Regions from separate parts of the Zea mays genome. Here regions 2, 3 and 4 are each linked to region 1. Evidence: chromatin contacts called from public Hi-C data. All regions are on one chromosome and are shown on one strand. The core of a region is the stretch at or near the end of the contact, and the rest is flanking DNA. Distances in the headings are between cores, read along the strand shown. Region 1 holds the start of LOC103625822 (cullin-4). Region 2 holds the start of LOC100192115 (Ycf20-like protein). Region 3 holds the start of LOC103625824 (transcription factor PCF6). Region 4 holds the start of LOC100382689 (Drought and salt tolerance protein).

Evidence for each region. Hi-C and Micro-C count contacts between places; a contact is called where the count stands out from the background.
Region 2: a contact with region 1 is called in a Hi-C map of tassel, with 2.1 times the contacts expected there. The contact joins the promoter of LOC100192115 here to the promoter of LOC103625822 in region 1. A contact is called at or near these places in 2 of 25 Hi-C or Micro-C datasets (leaf and tassel).
Region 3: a contact with region 1 is called in a Hi-C map of leaf, with 4 times the contacts expected there. The contact joins the promoter of LOC103625824 here to the promoter of LOC103625822 in region 1. A contact is called at or near these places in 5 of 25 Hi-C or Micro-C datasets (ear, leaf and tassel) and 1 of 3 datasets of contacts at active chromatin or transcription factors (seedling).
Region 4: a contact with region 1 is called in a Hi-C map of endosperm, with 3 times the contacts expected there. The contact joins the promoter of LOC100382689 here to the promoter of LOC103625822 in region 1. A contact is called at or near these places in 4 of 25 Hi-C or Micro-C datasets (bundle sheath, ear, endosperm and 1 more).

The regions. Positions count from the first base shown.
Region 1 is chr5:5,077,852-5,080,375 of Zm-B73-REFERENCE-NAM-5.0, forward strand. LOC103625822 (cullin-4) reads right to left here and starts at 1,260. Exons shown (of 17, transcript XM_008646220.3): 1 at 621-1,260. The coding sequence starts at 984.
Region 2 is chr5:5,322,789-5,325,312 of Zm-B73-REFERENCE-NAM-5.0, forward strand. It overlaps LOC100192115 (Ycf20-like protein), which reads left to right and starts at 1,264. Exons shown (of 6, transcript NM_001137538.2): 1 at 1,264-1,656; 2 at 1,924-1,971; 3 at 2,070-2,174; 4 at 2,293-2,411; 5 at 2,512-2,524. The coding sequence starts at 2,090. LOC103625825 reads left to right here. Exons shown (of 4, transcript XM_035958928.1): 4 at 1-389.
Region 3 is chr5:5,259,920-5,262,443 of Zm-B73-REFERENCE-NAM-5.0, forward strand. LOC103625824 (transcription factor PCF6) reads right to left here and starts at 1,266. Exons shown (of 3, transcript XR_004849337.1): 1 at 1-1,266.
Region 4 is chr5:5,228,229-5,230,752 of Zm-B73-REFERENCE-NAM-5.0, forward strand. LOC100382689 (Drought and salt tolerance protein) reads left to right here and starts at 1,269. Exons shown (of 1, transcript NM_001175413.1): 1 at 1,269-2,524. The coding sequence starts at 1,613. The coding sequence ends at 2,455.

The DNA.
Region 1 (2,524 bases), core at 10-2,509:
TTCTTCTTAGTGGAAAACAGATCCTTCTTGTCTTCTTGGTTGGCTGTCTCTCTTTTACATATATATTAATCAAATGTGTATGAGTGGCTACTGGTTAATCAGAAAGATAGATAAACAGTGTGACAAAACAAAGTAAGTACTTGAAATATACAGAAGCAAACAACTAAACACAAGTCGCTCAACAGAAGTATCATGTTTCCTATGTCAAATCCCTCCTGATTAGTGTGATGGTATGAACAGGTATAAAATATGAAATGCCCCAAACCATAATCAATTCCCAACAAAAGAAAACCTAAAATGCCATAGTAGGCTACCGAACACGAGTTTTCCAGAAACAATGTACAGATCCAATTTTTATGTTGCATCCATCAAAGAGCTAAATTTAGGTGGGTCCAGGTGGCGTCTGAGCAAGTGATCTGTGAACTGATAGTTGCTGCTAGTGAATTTTAACCCTAATACCAGGCAACCAAAAAACTTAGAGCTAGCCCACGAGCTGGGAAGTAACATATCCGAAACAACAGAATTGGAATCAATTGCAGCCACATGCCCCTTCAGTGGCGACTAGTCGCAACAGACTCGCAGAGTAAGGAATTCCGAATAATAAGAGATTGGGAGCGCACCTATTTTGATGCGGAGCGGCTTGCGGGCGGAGGTCGACGGCTGCGGGAGCGTGGCCTTCTTTCGAAAGAGGTTGGCGGCAACGCCAGCAGAGGCCGGCACGCTGGGCGCGGGGAGCTTGTCCTGGTTGACGAGCACCATGTCCGCATCCTCCTCGCCATTCGTTCGGCCCCCACCCATGGCGGCGGCAACGGTATCAAGCTGGATGCCGTTCTTCTCTACGGTCCCCACGGAAGAGGAGGAGGCGGCGGCGGGATGCTTGGCCTTCTTCATAAGCGGCGTCGCAGGGGATGACGTCGGGGACGGAGATGTGGTGGGGGACGAGAAGGGGCGCTTCGAGGCGGCGGCGGCGTAGGACTGAGACATGAATCAGGCGCCGACGGGCATGGCGCAGCGGAGGCGGAGGCGGAGGCAGGGCCGGCGTCCGGCGCGAGGATTTTTGAGCGAGCCGGCGGTGAGGTGGCGGAGAGGGGACAGGAAAGAGCGAGCTGATGAGAGAGATCGGGTTGGGGGCTTGGGGCGGGGGAAGGGTTTCGCGTCTTTTTTTTCCTTTTTTCTTCTTGATTTTTGCTGAGGTGGGATTTCGGGTGTGTCCGTGTGTGAACTGGTGTGGAGCTGTGGCACTGGCACCCTGCACAGTGCACACTCAGGGAGTGAGGCTCTTTTGGTTGCCTAATTAATCAGAAAATAATTAGTTAATAAAACATTAGTCAATATGTGTTTAAATTATTGGTTAATAGATGTCTAAAACATACTCCATGTGCTGCTGTTCTATTAATTATCGTTTAGGACAACGATACGGTCTCTAAAATATAGTTTTGACCAATGTTTTTTATTAAAATACAAATGAACTCTTAATACATTTATACTTTTATACAAGTACTTTTAAGATAAATCGGTGCATATAAATATTAGATTTAAAAACTAAATAACAATTATAGATAAAATTTTATAAGTTTGATTCGGACCTTATACAAAACAACAATTGATAGGACACTGGAGGGAGTAGTAAGTAGTTTGTTTATCTCTACACGGCAAACGGTTAGACTATCTCCAGCAACGTCCTCTATATCTATTCTCTATATCCGTCCTTTACAGTCTACTCTAAAAGATTCTATCATCTATATATCCTTCCTCTCCAACAACGTCCTCTAAATCACGTCCTCTATACGCAAATACATATATTAGAGACATTTTTTTATTTTTAATTTTTGTACATACATATTTGTCATACTCTCAAATGTGTTGTACATATTTTAGTTTTGCTAAATCGGTTGTTTAAAGTATTTAAATGGATAGAGTAACGTTTAGAGAAACTCTATATATAGAGAATCCAACAGCGTTCTCTAAATTTAGAGGATTGTTTAGAGGACGTTGTTGGAGTGAGTAGAGGACGTTCTGATCCTCTAAATTTAGGGTACAGAACCCTTTAAAGTTCCTTGTTGGAGCTAGTTTTTAGCCTGAAGAAAAAAGGAAAGGAACCGGTAGACATAGGGATCGTCTTTTTCTCTTTTCGAAACACCGATATATAGCTTGTTGACTCCACGCCTCAACGCCACCACAAACACCTATGCTTGCCCACTAGGTACAGTACCACCACTAATCATGTGTCCACTTATCTTGAACCTTTGAATTGTGCGTATTATACAAAACCTTCATGTGAACTTGTATGCCACCATTGTGAAATTGCATTATGGAGCATAAACTAAATGTATCAAGGTTTTGCTCTGTGTTGCATTCAGATTGTATTTATGTATTAAGCGACAACGTGAAATGGAATACGGTCAAACAATAAGTATGCTGAAATATTTCCAAGACAAGATTGTCAACAACCCTTCATTCCAGTATGCTTTACAAATTGGTTGTGACAATCAAATACCAAACATATGGTAGACTCATGCTAAAA
Region 2 (2,524 bases), core at 14-2,513, 240 kb after region 1:
ACTGAAATTGACACTCTTGAATATTCACTAGCTAGAAGCTGAGCCATGTGATAATCTAGTAGGATCATTTCAGGCCATTCAGATATGTGATTCCTTGTTCCTCTCTCCGAGATACTTTTCTCAAGTCAATTGACATCCTGAATTTCCAAAGATAAAATGTTACAGGCCTGCATTAGGGACATTCACTATGTTCAGTTTAAATTCGACACAAAGATATTCACTATGTTCCAGCGCGTCCATTGTTTTTACACAATTATAATTTTCTGGTCGTGCCTTATTTTAGACCAGACATCGTCTCTAATTGGATTGTATCTATTGAGGTTTGGCTAATGGTTCATCAACTTATACTTGCTACCATACTTATTTTTAAATTATATGTCATTTTTATAGGTCACGTTTTTTTAGAACATCTGTTTGGCACAGGCACACAACGAGTAGCAGGTGCCCTGGCTAATTGTAACACTCCGTCTAATATTGGACCGACGGTACTTACTCCTGGCAGGTCACTAGGAGGATATATTGTCTCCACATACCAGCACGTGTCTTTTGTGCACACTTTGTCCTAACTCATGTGCACCCGAGAAAACTTCTCGGTCGGTCACACATACTAAATTTCTCCAAGCCAAGAATGCTTAACTCGGAGGTTCTTTTTAGATAGACTTTCAAAAAAGAAGATGCACCTTATTGATATGAATACTGTATTAATTCTATTAAGTTTTGGACTAGTATATCGCCATCTCAGAGGGCCAGGATATCACAATCCACCCCCTTAGAAAACTGGCGTCATCGTCGGTCAACCCCAATCCAGGAACCTCCCATCTTAGTCACGTCTGTGTGTCTAGTGTCGTCATGCTATGTCATGTGACCACTCTGGGCCCACATACGCTATGCGTCATATACGCGAACCCCTACCCCACACAGGCCCGTAAAACCGCGAGGGTCGACTCTGATACCACTTGTAACACCCCGTCCAATCCTGGACCGGCGGTATTTACTCCTGATAGCTCGCTAGGATTATATATTGTCTCTACAGACCAACAGTGTCTTTGTGTGCACTTTGTCCTCACTTATGCACACCCGAGAAAACTTCTCGGTCAATCACCCGTTCTAAATCTCTCCAAACCAAACACACTTAACTTAGAGTTTCTTTCGAGATATGTTTCCAAAAAAAATTCACCTTATTAATATAAATACTTTATTAATTATATTAAACCTTAGAGCGTGATATCAAATCTTAGTGACAGGATATCACACTAGTTCCCTCTCCAATCACGAATTCACGATTCACGCCGCACGCCCCGACGCCCCGACGCCCGCAGCCCCGCATCCGCACTTCCGCAGGCCGCAGCGCACAGGAGTCCCGATCTCGACTCCCGACTCGAACTCGACGACTCCCAGTCCCAGTTCCTCTCGTCCGCAACCGCAAAATCCAAGACCCTGGCCGCCGGAGCCGAACTGGCCCGCGCCTCGGGCCCTGCCCGATTTGTGTGCTTTGCGGCCTGTGGGCATGCTAGCCAGCCGGCGGCGGCACCGGAGTCCATAGCAGCAACCACGCGGCTACGAGCTACGACGGGCTGGCTAAGGCGCAGGTTGAGCGCTGAAGGCTACCCAGCTGTGGTCTCACGCGGGTGGCCGGTGAGAGCAGCCAAGCGGCAGGTACATCTCCCCTCTGCCGCTCCACCCTCCGAGGCGGCCCTCCCTCTCAATCCCTCCAGCATCTGGTATCTCTCTATTATCTGTAGAATCATAAATCTAAAAATTATAGATTATTCACAATTAAAAGTAGAAGTGTACTATGTAATGTTATTAACAATTTTATGTGAAACATGCGGCTTAATCGTCGTATCAATTAGTTTTTTTTTAAAAAAAAATTGTAGCTACTTTCCGTCGCTGGCTAGAGTCCTACTCTTTGTCAAATTCTAGGTGCGCTGGACGCTGGACGAACCCTACCACGCGCACCGTCACGTTGTGGTCTGTCTCTCCCTCTACCTCCATTCCCCCGCGATCTCGGTTTCTGTTCAATTTTCGCGCTCCCTTCCCCTCGCATATGACACTCTGTGACATTGCAGAATTGAATCACTCTCTGTTGATGGGCAGCCTGAGCGCTCCGCCAGTGCTGTCGCCGCTCGTTTCTGGGCTCATCTTTTCATCTGACAGAGTCCTCAAATCTAGAGGTGCACGCTTGTTGGTTTATTATATTTTTTGATGTTGCTGCTCCTGCCAGCCACGACGAGTTCCTAAGGTTTGTTGGTCTCTGTTTCATAGAATCTAGCATTGCTTCCTGATTTTCAGGGTTAACTACCAGTAGCGTGATGAAGTCATGTAGGCTATCCGAGCTCAGCAATGCTGAGGTTAGCAGCCTCAAGGCTCGTCCTCGCATCGATTCCTCGTCCATGTCCATATTTGGCACGGTGAGATGACAGATGACACCAGGATTACTCATGGTGTTGAAGTCCAGTATGTTTTCATTTCATAGTTTAATAATCATGGGATTCTGTTCTGTGCAATTAGGTGAATCCAATTG
Region 3 (2,524 bases), core at 16-2,515, 180 kb after region 1:
GTGAAGGACGCGGCCTGCGCCGAGGTGCTGGCCACGGTGACCTCCCTGTCCCGGGCGGAGGCGCCCCCGCGGCTGTCGGAGCGCGAGAGCGAGAGCTCGGATCCCTTGCTCGTCTCCGACGTGCTGCTGCCCGCGGACTTGCTCCCCTGCTGCTGCTTGTCCTTGCCGGCGGCATCCGCGTCGCCCGGCGCGGGGAGGGCGGCGAAGGCGGCCGGGTCGAGCTCCGGGAGCTTGTCGATGGCGGCGGCGGCGGCGTTGATGAGCCATTCGATGGCCTTGCTGGGCTGGTCGAAGCCGAGGCGGTCCTGCAGGTCGTAGAACTGGATGGCGGTTGGCACCGACAGGCGCACGCGGCGGTCGCGGATGCCCTTGGCCGTGTACACCTTGCTGTGCCGGTCCTTGCCCCCGCTAGCCCGCACGCGGTAGATCCGGGACCCCGCCCCCGGGCCCAGCGGCGGCGGCGGCGGCGGCGGCTGGCCCCACGCCGCCTCCGCCTCGCTGCCCCTCACGGCGCCGCCGCGGCCGCGCTTGGAGCCCTGCTGCTGGGAGCGGCCGGGCGCGCCGGCGCCCACGGCTGCTGCCTCCATCCCCCTAGTGGCGCCGCCCGCAGCCGCAGGCGCTGCTCATACGCTGGCTGCTGGCGCGGCGGGAGATAGCCGTGAGGAGGAATGCAGCGCTTTTATGGGGTGGAAGTGGAAGATGGAGCTCCAGGCAGGCGCGTGGGCTTTGGCGCCTGGCGGTGTAGCTGCTGGAATGAGGCAACGGCTGGTGCTCCCCGGCGTGCTTGGCGGTCGAGCGCGCCGGCCGCGTCCGTCCGTCGGGGCCCCGGCTGCTGTGCTGCTGCTCGAGCTCTTCGCACGGTCTTATCCCTACGCTGCCCTGCCACGCCTGCCTAATCGCCCGCCCGTGCTCCTACCCCCGTGCAACATTTTCCCGGCTCCCGCGCGCGCTGCCACACTGGGCGCGCGGCGGGCGCTCGTTGCCTCCGTCGGTCTCTCTCTCTCTCTCTCCTCGCGCCCGGGGCGCTGCGGAAGTGCGGAGCGGCAGAAGCTGCTTCGTGGTGCCCGGTGCAGCGGTACTGCTGTGCTGCTGCGGGCAGGGGCAGAGCCGCAGCGCGGGTAGCGAGAGACAGCGGCGGCGGCAGGCTTTAGGGGGAGGTCAGATCTGCCGTCTGCGGCACTGCACTGCCTTTCGGTGCCCTGCCCTACCCTAGTACCCTACCACGCCCCGCGTACACTAGTCACTGATGAACGCGTCGGGTGGGGGGGTCTCGGCACGCTGTCGCCTCTCGCGCACTGTACTACTGCGGACTGGGGAGTGATGCCGCCTGCCGCGGCCGTACGGCGCCGGATGCCGTGCCGTGCGTACCGGATAGCGTTTCCACAGCTTGCCTATTCTGCCCTCGGCGCCCGCGAATGCGATCGAGGCGGCGCCAAATCCCCACTCCGCGCTGATCCCGTACTTTGGTCAATGATTCAAGAACCGTGGTCTACTCTTTATGGATGGATAAAAAAACGGCACGGAGGACCGGATCACTTCATAGCCTCATACGTGTAGTTTCTAATTTGTTTCTTTTTCAGCGTGGAAAACATAGGTATTTTATATTACTAGTCTACACGATCGTTACACGCTACATCGTTTATTTTATTTTACTAGTCTAATCGCAGCACAAATGTGTATGAGCCAGGCTCAGGCCCCCAAGCTAGGCGCTTCGCCCAGGCCCACTCGCATCTGGTGGTGCCCAATAAATTCCACGTCCTGGTACTACTGCGCAGCGCAACGGCTTTGCCCCTTTCGGTTCGGCGGGCGACCGTAGCGCGGCCGCGGCGTGGTTGGCGCCGACGAGAGGACCCAATAATTCCCTCGCCGCGCCGCGCCGCACCGCTCGCTGGTCCGGGCGCTGGCTTGGCACTTGGCAATGGCTTGCCCGGCCCGCCCTGCGTGCTGACATCTGCTCGGGTCGGGTCTCTCTGACCGCGCGCCAGCACCGGCCGGGGGCCGGCGGAAGAAGGGAAAGGATGACGGCGGCAGGCACACACGAGATCGCCTGTTCGGTGTAGCACGCTGGCACGCTGCTGCTGCACACGTCGACGGGCAGAAACGCTGTCCCCCCTGGATGACATTGATGCGACAGTCGGTCATTTCTGCCAGTGCTCTCGGCGGCGCCTACATGTACCATTAGTACTAGCTACTACTAGACACTTAGCACAACACTATCACAGTACGGAGAAAATTAGCGCAAAGTTTTCAGTTTTTTTTGGGGTCAACGAGGGTTGTGTGCGTGGTGGAGACGAGAAAAGGTCCGTAGAGGGCGGGTAGGGGCTGCGGGCTGGCTGGCTGTCCGTTGCGGCGCGGCGTGCAGTGCAGGTGGCGCCCGCCACCTTTCGTCGTGAAAAGGACCACACCTCGAAAGTGCCGGGAAGCTTTGGTCGCAGTCGCAGGCCGCAGGCCGGGATTGGCGTTTCGGGACTGTTTTGGAGTCTCAATAAGCCTCGCGCTCGCAGCATGTACTCTACATGCCGGC
Region 4 (2,524 bases), core at 19-2,518, 150 kb after region 1:
CCAGCTTGCACGGAGCACAGGCTGTTATCCACCTACAGTACGTACAGATTGGGAATCTTGGTCCGAGTGACTGGCTTCCGTTTTTAGGAAAGAACCACCAGACGTATCAGGCTTGAATATTTAACGCAACTAGCAGTACTACATCTCTACTACTATAGTAGTACTGCGTACCCCGGGCCCCTTGTATCCACACATGTCAGTGGAGCTCAAATTTAGAGGTTTTTGAATGTATTAGAGCTAATAGTTATTGGCTAAAATTAGTTGGAGACAATCTAACACCCTAGCTAATAGTTGTTAGTTAATAGTTAGCTAGCTATTTGTTAGTTAATTAATTCCACTACCAATTTTTTAAGCCAAAACTAACTATTAGCCTTTAGCGCATTCAAACACCCCCTTAATGGTAAAAGTACTGATACTATTTATATTTCTAACTAATTTTGTTATAAAAAAATTATATTGCAACTGATCTAATGTTAATTACTTTATATTATGTTTTTATATCTTTTTATGTAAACTTAGTTGATGTTTAGTTTCTACAGAGTGATTTTTAGTCAGTCAAATTTATTCTATTTTGTTATATTTTATTCCATAAATTATTAAATACGTTTAGTTTTCGTATTTGATAATTTAGATAATAAAATAAAAGGCCTAAAAATCAGTCACACTCTATAGAAACCAATCACCCCTCTATTCAGAGTATAAACTGTTTGACTTTTTTTTTGAGAAAAACAAGACTTAAATATATTTTTGGAAAGAAAGCATATACTATTGCTTTCCTTTTAGGCTTTTACCGCCGCTACTGCCTGCTCCTGTTGCTGATGGTGGCCGGCCAGCCTCGTTTTCCCCGCGGGCCCCGCGGCGGGGGCACCAAATAATTGCTTGGTACTGGGGGAGATCTGACCCCGAGCTCCACTCCACCCCTCCTCCTCGCCTATGGCGCGGCACCATGTGGCCGGCCCGCCTCCCCTCGCCGCCCAATCGCCCGCGCCCGCACGCCTCGGCGACTGACTCGCGGGGCCCCCCTGCGACGGGACCCGGCAGACGGAGACCTCCACTCGCGCAGGCGCAGGCGCAGCACATATTCCCCGTCTGCTCGCGAGTGGGCTTGTCGTTTCGTCGGTCGATCCCCCCTTTCGATGTCCAGGGAGAGTTGAGAGTTCCCCTCATCCACTCGTGTGAGAATTCTCAGCTTTATTACGTGTTCATTCATCATATAATGCACTAGTACGCTGTACCCCTGAACAGCCTCCTCCTCCTCTCGTAGCATTGCAGTGCTAGGCTTGCAGTAGTACTCCCAGCGCCACCACTGTTTGCAAATATATATGTAAAAAAGGCACTAGCAGCAGTAGTACCTGAAGCTCCAAAAAAAATGATGCGCTGTTGTGCTGTGCTGTTGGCCTCCGCCTGGCCTAGTCCGCGTTTCCATATATAGAAAACCCACAGCTCTAGCTAGAGTGACCACCACCAGACCAGACTAGACCGCACTTCCCCTCACCTCTCATCAGCTCACCCTCACCAGCTCTCCCGTGTCGGCGTGCAACAGAACAGCCTCCTCCCAGCCTCGGTCAAGGAGTTTCATTTCCTCCTCCCAGGCTCCCACAGATATCCGGACATGGACGACGACTCCAGGTCTCAGGCGGCGGCGGCGGCTGACCTGTCGCTGTCCCTGGCGCCGACGCCAGCGCCTCCCGCGCCGCCTCCGCCGGGACCCGGGGGCGGAGGCGGCGTGGCGACGGCGTGCGTGGACGGCAAGGACGTGCGCCTGTTCCCCTGCCTCTTCTGCAACAAGAAGTTCCTCAAGTCGCAGGCGCTGGGGGGCCACCAGAACGCGCACAAGAAGGAGCGGAGCATCGGCTGGAACCCCTACTTCTACATGACCCCGCACCCGCAGCAGCCCAATGCGGCGCCGCCGAGCCCCACAGCCCCGCCCGCCTACGCCGCCGCCGCCGACTACGGCGTCGCGGGCGCGGGCGCGTCCGCGGGGGTCTTGGGCGGCCTCCTCCCCGCGTCGTCGTACGCGGGACACGTGTACGCCCCCGCCGTGCCGGTGCCGGCGCCGTTCCCCATCGCCTCGCACGGCTCCAGCGGCCTGCACTACAACTACTACGCGCCCCACGAGGCAGCGGCGGTGTCGGCGGGAACGGGGACAGGGACAGGGACAGGGACAGGCACGGGGGCGGGGACGGCCGAGGCCGGCGGCGTGGCCGTGCTGGCCCCCCGCGCGCGCTACGCCACGCACCAGCCGGCCGAGCAGCCCGGCGGCGCCGGCCGCGATGACATGCTCAACTGGAGGAGGGGCTCCCACGGCACCACCGCCTCGGCCGCCGTCACAGCCGCGTCCCCGGCCAGCACCACCACCACGCTCACCACCTCCTGCGCCGGCGCCGCCGACGGCGGAAGCAGCAACGACGACGACGACGACGCCGGGGAGCTCGACCTCAACCTCAGTCTCTAGCACTCCGATACGTCGTCTACCTACGCCACGCCAAGGTTGTTAATCATGTGCCGGCCTATCCGTACGATA